Regions from separate parts of the Sus scrofa genome. Here all the other regions are linked to region 3. A link is a contact called in public HiChIP or PLAC-seq and promoter capture Hi-C data. All regions are on one chromosome and are shown on one strand. Each heading gives the region's core, a stretch centred on a gene start, on an enhancer-like site or on the middle of the called end of the contact. The rest is flanking DNA. Distances are from core to core; before and after follow the strand shown. Region 1 holds the start of AFG3L2 (AFG3-like protein 2). Region 2 holds the start of RNMT (mRNA cap guanine-N7 methyltransferase). Region 3 holds the start of PTPN2 (tyrosine-protein phosphatase non-receptor type 2).

Evidence for each region. Promoter capture Hi-C pulls out the DNA fragments that hold promoters and counts their contacts. HiChIP or PLAC-seq counts read pairs in DNA pulled down with a chosen protein or histone mark.
Region 1: a promoter capture Hi-C map of liver shows a contact between it and region 3, with 2.5 times the contacts expected there. The contact joins the promoter of AFG3L2 here to the promoter of PTPN2 in region 3. A contact is called at or near these places in 1 of 5 promoter capture datasets (liver) and 1 of 2 datasets of contacts at active chromatin or transcription factors (skeletal muscle).
Region 2: an H3K27ac HiChIP or PLAC-seq map of alveolar macrophages shows a contact between it and region 3. The contact joins the promoter of RNMT here to the promoter of PTPN2 in region 3. A contact is called at or near these places in 1 of 47 Hi-C or Micro-C datasets (heart right ventricle) and 1 of 2 datasets of contacts at active chromatin or transcription factors (alveolar macrophages).

What each region holds. Positions count from the first base shown.
Region 1 is chr6:97,199,569-97,202,268 of Sscrofa11.1, forward strand. AFG3L2 (AFG3-like protein 2) reads left to right here and starts at 1,322. Exons shown (of 19, transcript XM_021096024.1): 1 at 1,322-1,590. The coding sequence starts at 1,474. PRELID3A (PRELI domain containing protein 3A) reads right to left here and starts at 1,224. Exons shown (of 10, transcript XR_002344989.1): 1 at 1,001-1,224.
Region 2 is chr6:96,361,524-96,364,223 of Sscrofa11.1, forward strand. RNMT (mRNA cap guanine-N7 methyltransferase) reads right to left here and starts at 1,291. Exons shown (of 12, transcript XM_021096015.1): 1 at 911-1,291. FAM210A (protein FAM210A) reads left to right here and starts at 1,917. Exons shown (of 5, transcript XM_021096018.1): 1 at 1,917-2,031.
Region 3 is chr6:96,768,440-96,771,255 of Sscrofa11.1, forward strand. It overlaps PTPN2 (tyrosine-protein phosphatase non-receptor type 2), which reads left to right and starts at 1,425. Exons shown (of 9, transcript XM_021096023.1): 1 at 1,425-1,993. The coding sequence starts at 1,832.

The DNA.
Region 1 (2,700 bases), core at 72-2,571, 430 kb after region 3:
ATTACAACAGTTTCACCTGTAGATAATGGTAGGCCAGGGATTTCAACCCGTCCCGCCATGAAGATGGGCATTATCAACATCCACTGGACAGGGCTGCAACCTCCTAATATTCACTACTCTCCATCTCTGCCACTGTCAGTGACCCCAAGACCCTGATCTCTGACAGATGGCAAGATGGTCTGGACCCCACACGCAGTTGTCCACACATAGGGACAAAGCCCCTGCTCCATCTTAAAGCCGCTACAGAAAACAGACCACGGACTCTTTGATTTTTTAAAAAATTTAAGGGTCCAGACTCCTTGGGGAAGGGGGAAATGTTAAAGCAGGCAGTTAGCCAGAAATGAGGAGAGAAGGGAGGCATGAGCATGTGAGGAAACCTACATCCTGCTCCCAAAGGGTCCCAGAGACAAAGAAAGGCGGGAAGTAGAGAAGTAACATTTGCTCGCTATGCCCTCATTACAACAGAATTAACCAGAACAGTGCCCACCAAGCACCCGACGCCCAGGCAGAGCGGAGAAACCAAAAGGCGAATGCCTGCTGTGGAGCAGCTCATTAAGAATTCCGAAGTTGCGGCAGGTGTGAGGGTTCGTTCCCGGGACAGGCAACTTCCATAGCCACAGGAAAAAAGGAAAAAGAAAAAAAGACCAAAAATGGAGCAAAACTCCCCCGCCCCAGGGAGGCGCATAAGGGAAGCAAGATCCAGAGACGTTCCCGCGCCATCCCCGCGCCCTCAGAACCCGCCTGGCCGGCGCTCTCCCGCTGTGCCCCGGAGGTGATGAGGACCCGGCCTCTGGCCAGGCGGGTCATCCCGCCGCCGCCCAGACGCGTCCCCCAGTCTGCTCTAGCCCTCCGCCCCTGCCCTCGGCAGGCGCACCTGTCCTGTCCAGGAAGGGTCATCGTCCAGAAACGGACCGCACAGCTGACAGAGCCGACCGCGGTGCTGCTGCGGAGAAGGCGCCACTGAACACACCCTCAAGAACACACTCCATGAGGGTCTTACCTAGAGAGAGACGCCCAAAGGGTCCAGGACGCCTCACCTGAAGGAAGGGGCCACCTGTGGGGGCCTCAGCAGCCTCTGCGAGCCTCGGGGCTCCAGCGCGCGCGGCGTTACTGCAAGTGTCCCACCTGCCCCAGGCTCCGCCCTTAGGCCCCGCCTCCAGCTCCGCCCGCTGCGCTGCACGGGCCCTCCGCCCTTTTTCCTTTAGGCCCCGCCTCCTTCCCCGCCCACCACCGTCTGAGCACCTCCTTTAGACCCCGCCTCCGGCCTGTCCCGGACGCTGCGGGGGTGGAGCCACGGCCCTGGGCCCTAGAGCACGCCGCGGTACGGCTGACGTCAGCGCGCCGGGGCCCGAAAGGACGTCAGGAGAGTGTGGGGTCGCGGGCGAACCCTCCCGTGGCCTCCGTTCGGATCCTGACGGGCCATCGAGGCTGCTTTCCAGTCCGCGCCTGGGCCCGAGAGGCGCGCCGGCGGCCATGGCGCACCGCTGCCTGCTGCTGTGGGGCCGCGGTGCTTGCCGGCCCCGCGGGCTGCCCCCGCCGCTCGTGCCTGGCGGCCGCGCGGGACCCACCGAACGGCTCTGCCTGCAGACGGTGAGTTCCGCGCCCCCGGTCCGCTTCCGGCCCGCAACCCGCTTCCGGCCCGGCGCCGGGCGTCAAGGTCACCGGGCCCGGGTGGAGAAGGGCCTCGGAGCGGCGGGTCCGCTCTGGGCCCGGGAGGCCGGTGAAACAGAGCGTGTGGGAGCCGGTCCCGCCGGAGCCCTGCGCCCCGGGGGGTGTGTCCGTCACTGCAGCCTGCGGTTGGCGCCCGGAGGACCCCAATGCCTAGTAATGGGTCATTAACGGTGTCCCCTCTGTCACCGCGAGGCCCTAGCCTCCGTGCAGGGCTGTCCGGCGGTGCAGCCCACGTCGGCTGTGCCCGTGGCGAATCTCGCCTCGCGCAGGCTGACCCCGACCGCATACGGAGGCGCGGGGGCTGGTGGGCAGGACCCTAGCCGGGGGCTTACTCTCCATTTGCCCTTGAGGAAGTGTTTGCAGCCTCTCCACTTTTAAAAAGGCGGTGATAGCACCTGCATTCCTGACGTTTCCTCCTCGGAGCCTCCTTATCCCCTCTTTCCTACTCTGAGTTGCCATGCTCTAGGCCTTTTCCCGTTTATTGCATTGCGTCCATTTCTTTGCCTTTCCTTGCTCTAATCCCTCCTAGTGACTATTGACATGCAGTAAGCAGGTAGGGATCTGCCTTGTGAGTTTGAAATTTTTATGGAGGAATCTTACCTAAAAGTCCTTTCTTTCGAATGGCACCTAGTGTCGGTGAATCGGTGCTGAGGTGTAAGGAAGTCTCTTGTAGGCCCCAGACACATATTCCCTGGTACTTCCCTGAAAATGTGGATGGGGACACCAGGGCATTACTCTGCTACCTACAAGGGACTCTGAGAAGACGCATTTTCCTTTAGGTTTGTGCGGCTGGTAAAAGTGTTTTTCCAGTGAGGTTCCTTGGGAAAAGAATTTGATGTGTGAGGTATCTGTTCTTAGGTGTAATTCTCAGAGGAGTAAAACCGAAGATAAAGCAACTAAAAAGTACTCATATGGTCAAACAGAAAAGCCAGTTCTCCAAATCGAGGTGCTCTAAATTTAAAGTTAATTTCTTTTATATGTATTATTCTTTGAATGATTTTAGCATAGAGAGCTGAGGGAAAAAATTTC
Region 2 (2,700 bases), core at 41-2,540, 410 kb before region 3:
TAGGCCTATGTGTGAAATGGGAGTTGGAGAGAAATAAGTGAACTATTTACTGGATAAGAACTTAATAAGTACTTCAACAAGTTTAGTTAACTCCTACTACAGAAAAGCTCAATAAGGCACTGTGAGTGAGTCTTCAGAAAGTTTACAGCTTATATATACCACTATTAAAACGTTAGGCTGTATTATTAAAACCAAGTGGAGAAGAGAAAGCAAAAGTCCAAAACTCAGTAAGATTCAGCAAATTCAGAACTTAAAAGTTACAAAGAGAGAGACAAAGTCTTCTGAGTATTTCTTCTCTCTAGAGCAGAAATAGTCACTTAACGAAATGGGTAAAAAATCACTCTAAATCAGTAAGGGTTTCAAAGGATATTAGCTTTTACTACCCAAGGTTTGAGGTAACAAAATACCAAGACGTGCCAAAACTGGAAGAACTGAAACAGAGAAAAAGAATTACCCATAAATGTAATTTTCTGAATAACTACTTAAAATGATTATCTAATAAAACTGCCCACCAAATTATCAAGTCCCTAGCTCTCCTCCTTGCTAATTACTTCCTAATAAGAAGTAGAAGCCGGTTTTAATTCCAAATAAATCAAAGCAATTTATTATCTTTAGCTATAATTAGTTTTAACTGTAAATGTAAAGCCTAAATTCAGTATTGGGAATGTAAGTTAAATTTATTTATATTTATCTGTGATATTTCCACAGATGAGATGCCCTAAAGACCATTCAGTCAGAATAAACAGCACAGAATTTCAAACGACCCCAGAAATGGGTACGAATGTTTGGACCCAACATCCCAGTGGAATAATGATTAAGCTCCCGACGCAAGAGGACTGCCCTTCGGAACCCTGGAAGAAAGACTCGGGTAAAGAGTCGATAGACACAGCCGTGGATGCGCATCAACGACCTGCCTGGCATCTCCGTGACCTGCGCAGCAGTCACCCCCGAAGTTGCCCGGGGACGACGGGCCAGGAGCTCGAGCTCCAGCAGGTGAGCTCCATGTCTGAACTGCCAGCCAGCCAGCCAGGTCTCCTCAGGCCCAAGGACGCACAGAGCCGCCCGGGGCGGCCCGGCTCGGGTTCCAGCCCTCCGCGCAGGCCAGGCGGCTGGCCGCTCCGGCTCCGACAGCCTGGCAGTCCTGAAGCCGCTCTCGGGTCTCTCCGACCTGGGCGCGCTCCGCGCCAAGGGGTACCGGTGTCCGCCGAACAGCCCGGCCAGCAGTCAGAGCTCCCCTTCCACCCGGCGGCCGCCACACACAAAGGGTACGGACCCAGCGCCGGAGCCACACACTCACCGTCTAGCCATCCACGACTCTGTTTGCGGAAGAGGCGTCTCGCCACGCGCGCGCTGTGACGTCACTACCGGGCAGCACGGGATCACGTGGCCCGGAAGCCCGAGTCCCGGCATGCCGCGCGCCGCGAGCTGAAGGCGCCGGCACTTGGGGGCGTGAGCGCGTGGTTGGCGGGGTCGCGTGGGGCGGGCGGGAGGCGTGGTCGCCTGAGCCCGAGGCTTCTGGCGCGCGGACCCCACGCTCTGCTGGCGGCTCTGTGGGGCGACACGGCGGGAACTCGGAGTGGTTCGCCTGGACTCTGCTGCGGGGAGCGGCGGCGGTCTCAAGTCCTGAGGTAGCCCGGGCCTCTGAGGGCGGAGTTGGGCAGTCCTCAGGGCCGCTTCAGCGTGGTGCCCAGCGGGGAGCGGCCGGGGCGGGGACCTGGGGAGGACAGAGGGCACCCCGCCCTTCGCTGTGGGCCGGTGTCCTGCAAGCCCTGTGGGACGGTTTTCCAGCCTCAGCTCTGCCACCTTCACCCTTTGCTCTGCCCTTCCTCGCTCGCCGGCTGGGAGGGGCCTGGGAGCCCGGGCGTTTGGACTTGGCTTCGGGAAAGCTTAGCGTCCTGCTGCTTCTTGGGGACCGCAGGTCACTCCCTACCGCTGCGTTCTGGAGGGCCAGATCTCTCTCGAGAGGGCGCTTCTTATCTGTCAGACTTGGGAGGAAGGAGCAGCCCATAGCTGTCTTCGAAAATCGGCTCCGTGGTGGTATCTGTGTAGGCTGGATTTGGGGACGGGATGGGTGGGGGAGTCAACACACTTTTTTGGCCCATTCGCTGTAATTTCCGCTAGACAGTTGGAGGTCCTGCGGCACTGAAGCTCCGTACTTCAGGGTTTAGCACCCCATGCTAGGTCGAAACTGTGCCTGTGGACTAAGATTGTTGATGGATTGTGCCGCAGCGCCTCCCACCTGAAGGGTGTAAAAAGTGATCAGAAATACGCTTTCAGTTCTTGTTTACCAAAATTGATCTCTTTAAAAGCAGCTTCGGAAGTGGGTTTACTAGCCTACATAGTTGTCGGTAGGCACCCTTATATTAACAAGTAGACCTCGCTTTGGGGAAAACAACGTTTGCAGTGTATACTTCGCTTCTAAATTGTGGGCAATAACCTTTTTGAGGTTGTTGATCCCTTATACACTTTGGACCAAGAATGAAGCCTATTTTTAATAAACGAGGATAAGCCATCAATTTCAGATGACTGTACTTTTTTTTAATGCAGTGATCGAAATTGAGAATTAATTTTGTTATTACAGATAACTGCAAAGGTATAGATAGATCCTAGTGACTGAGCGTGCTATTTACATATACATGCGTTTAGAACTAGGTAATTACATAGCCACATTTGTTGGTTCTGATGCTAAAGTTTCTTAAG
Region 3 (2,816 bases), core at 175-2,674:
CTATCTCTGGGGACATGCAACTTCCCAAGGACTCCATTTGAAGTTCCTCTGCAGGGTCAAACCCGCACTGATCCAAAGACAACCTGGGATTAATAACTGGCTGCGTCACTTCGGGAACACCCTGTAGTAGTCTTGGTTTATACAGAGAAAGGGGAGAGGGATGTTGGTTGGGCAAGCTGATCTAGTAGGATTTTTGCTGAAGGTGGGCCAGATGTCACTTGGGGGACGGCAGAAGATGAGGAACCTGATTTAAACTGTAAATGCTCAGATACTGAGATTCGGGGACTCCTAATGGAATTCGACAATGCAGAGAGAAACTGGGAACTCCAAAAGCCCAGACCTCGCTGAGAAAGAGCTCAGAGGACTCTATCATTTCACTTTAATTAAAATTTAACTTTTTTTTTAGGGATGCATCTGCAGCATATGGAAGTTCCCAAGCTACAGATTGAATCGGAGCTGCAGCTGCCAGTCTACGCCACAGCCACAGCAGATCTGAGCCACATCTGTGACCTACACCACAGCTCACAGCAATGTGGGGTCCTTAACCCACTGAACAAGGCCAGGGATGAACCCACAACATCAAGGATACTAGTTTGGTTCTTAACCCACTGAACCACGATGGGAACTTTGGTTAAATTTAACTTTTATTTAGTGGATGCACAGCTAAAGTTCTTCTAACCCTTCACATTACTTACTGAAGGTGATATAAGATGTTCTAAGCACGTGAGCTTCCCAACAATGGATTATCTTAACATAAAGTGAGATGATTTTCATCATCAGCAGTTTGTTTGGTAAAAGATGATTTGTCCTTTTCAGAGGTAACACTAGCTTTTCAGTTGTGGAACATTTACAAGTGTAGTCTCCAACCTCCAGAAGAGGTTACCTCTTCTGCTATAGCGGTTTATTTGGCACAAAACCCGAGGCTGCGCAGAAGCTGGCCTCAGGTCTGGTTTATTTCCTCCTAGAGGAGAAAGTGGGACACGGGTCTAAACTGACCTAGATGACATTTAAAATAAAGTTCAGGGAGTTCCCATTGTCGCTCAGTGGAAATGAACCCAACTAGTATTCATTAGGACTCAGGTTTCATCCCTGGCCTTGCTCAGTGGGTTAGGGATCCGGCATTGCCATGAGCTGTGATATAGGCCACAGATGCAGCTTGGATCCTGCATTGCTGTGGCTGTGGTGTAGGCCAGCAGCTACAGCTCCAATTCAAACCCTAGCTTGGAAACCTCCATATGCAGAGCAAGTGGCACTAAAAAGACAAATAAATAAATGAAGTTCAGCAGTTTCTGTTCTGGCTCAGCAGTGAAGACTCGGACTAGTACCCATGAGGATGCTGGTTTGATCCCCGGCCTTCCTCAGTGGGTAAAGGACCCGGAGTTGCCATGAGCTGTGGTGTAGGTGGAAGAGGCGGCTTGGACCTGGTTGTGGCTGGCAGCAGCGCTCTGACTGTACCCCTAGCCTGGGAACTTCCATATGCTGCACGTGAGGCCCTAAAAAGCATAAACCCCTCCCCCAAAATCAGTTCAAGCAACGCTGTTCTAAAAATTAAGACTAACAGGGAAAAAGACATGGGACGGCAAGGAGGAAACAGGTCTCCCCAGCACACTCGCCAAGCGACGAGGCCCAGAACCCCGGCAGCTCGCCTTCCGCGTCCTTCGCCTGCATATCCGGGGTTCCTCCCGGCCCCGCCCCCTCCACCTGGGCGCCGTCAGGACCACGCCTCCCCCGGTGCCCCGCCCGCGTGGCGCAAGCAGCGCGCTGACGTCACGCACCAGGTACTTTCCCCGCGCCCCGGTCTGCGAGGGGGCGGGGCGGGCGTGGAGCGCGCATGCGCGGCAGCGGCAGCGCGCTGCCCGGATCGTGCGGGGCCCGAACCTCTCCGCCGGCGCAGGCTCCCTCGCGCCAGCTCCCTCCCGCCGCCATGTCGGCCGCCATCGAGCGGGAGTTTGAGGAGTTGGACGCTCAGAATCGCTGGCAGCAGCTATACCTGGTGAGTGGAGGGCTCACGCAGCCGCCGCCTGCCCCTCCGAGGACCCGGCTCGCGCCCGCCAGCGCCCGCCGCCTCCCCCGCCTCCCGCTGGGGCGGAAGTGGCCGCGCGCGGGCCGCGTCAGGACGCGCGTGCGCCGCCTGGGCCTGGGCAGCAGGGTACCGGCGTGCGCGCAGGCGCAGTCGTCTCCGGGGGCGGTGCCGGTGGCGGGCGTGGGCGGGGATGCGGCGGGGCCCGAGGTGACGGGGCTCGGGGTGACAGGGGCGGGGGTTCGCGGGGAGGGGCGTTGCGGCGCGCCCGGTTTGTCTCGGCGTTCGGGGAGGAGCTCGGGGAGGTAGGGGGTGCCGAGAATGGTCGCCCCGTGCCCCATCCCGACTTCCGCGCGACGTGAGGGGTTCCCCGCCCGGGCGCTTGTTTCCCCAGGCCCTCCTGGGTTACAGTCCTTTCCGCGAGGGAACGAGCTCTATGTTGGCTTCTCAGGCTACCTGCCGAGCATTTCACTTCCAAGTGTACTTGAGTTAAGCTCTTTTAAAATGACTCGGTTGTCTGTTCTCCACCGTTTAATCATTAGCACGTTGTTTCCAAGATCGTACTGAGTGGTTGGTGAGTTAATGCTGCTCCCGCGGTCGCTCTGCACAGTGAAACGTCAGAATTAAGGCTTTCCTGTAAACCGCAGTGATTCCGGACTTTCCCCCTTCCCATTTAATTAGATGACAGTTTCTCTTGTGTTCGAGATGTAACGTTTTCTTCTTGAACACTTTAGCAGGAAGTGTAATAAATACCCTGATTCACGTGGTTGGAGTGTGGAGAATTGGGTATTAACTT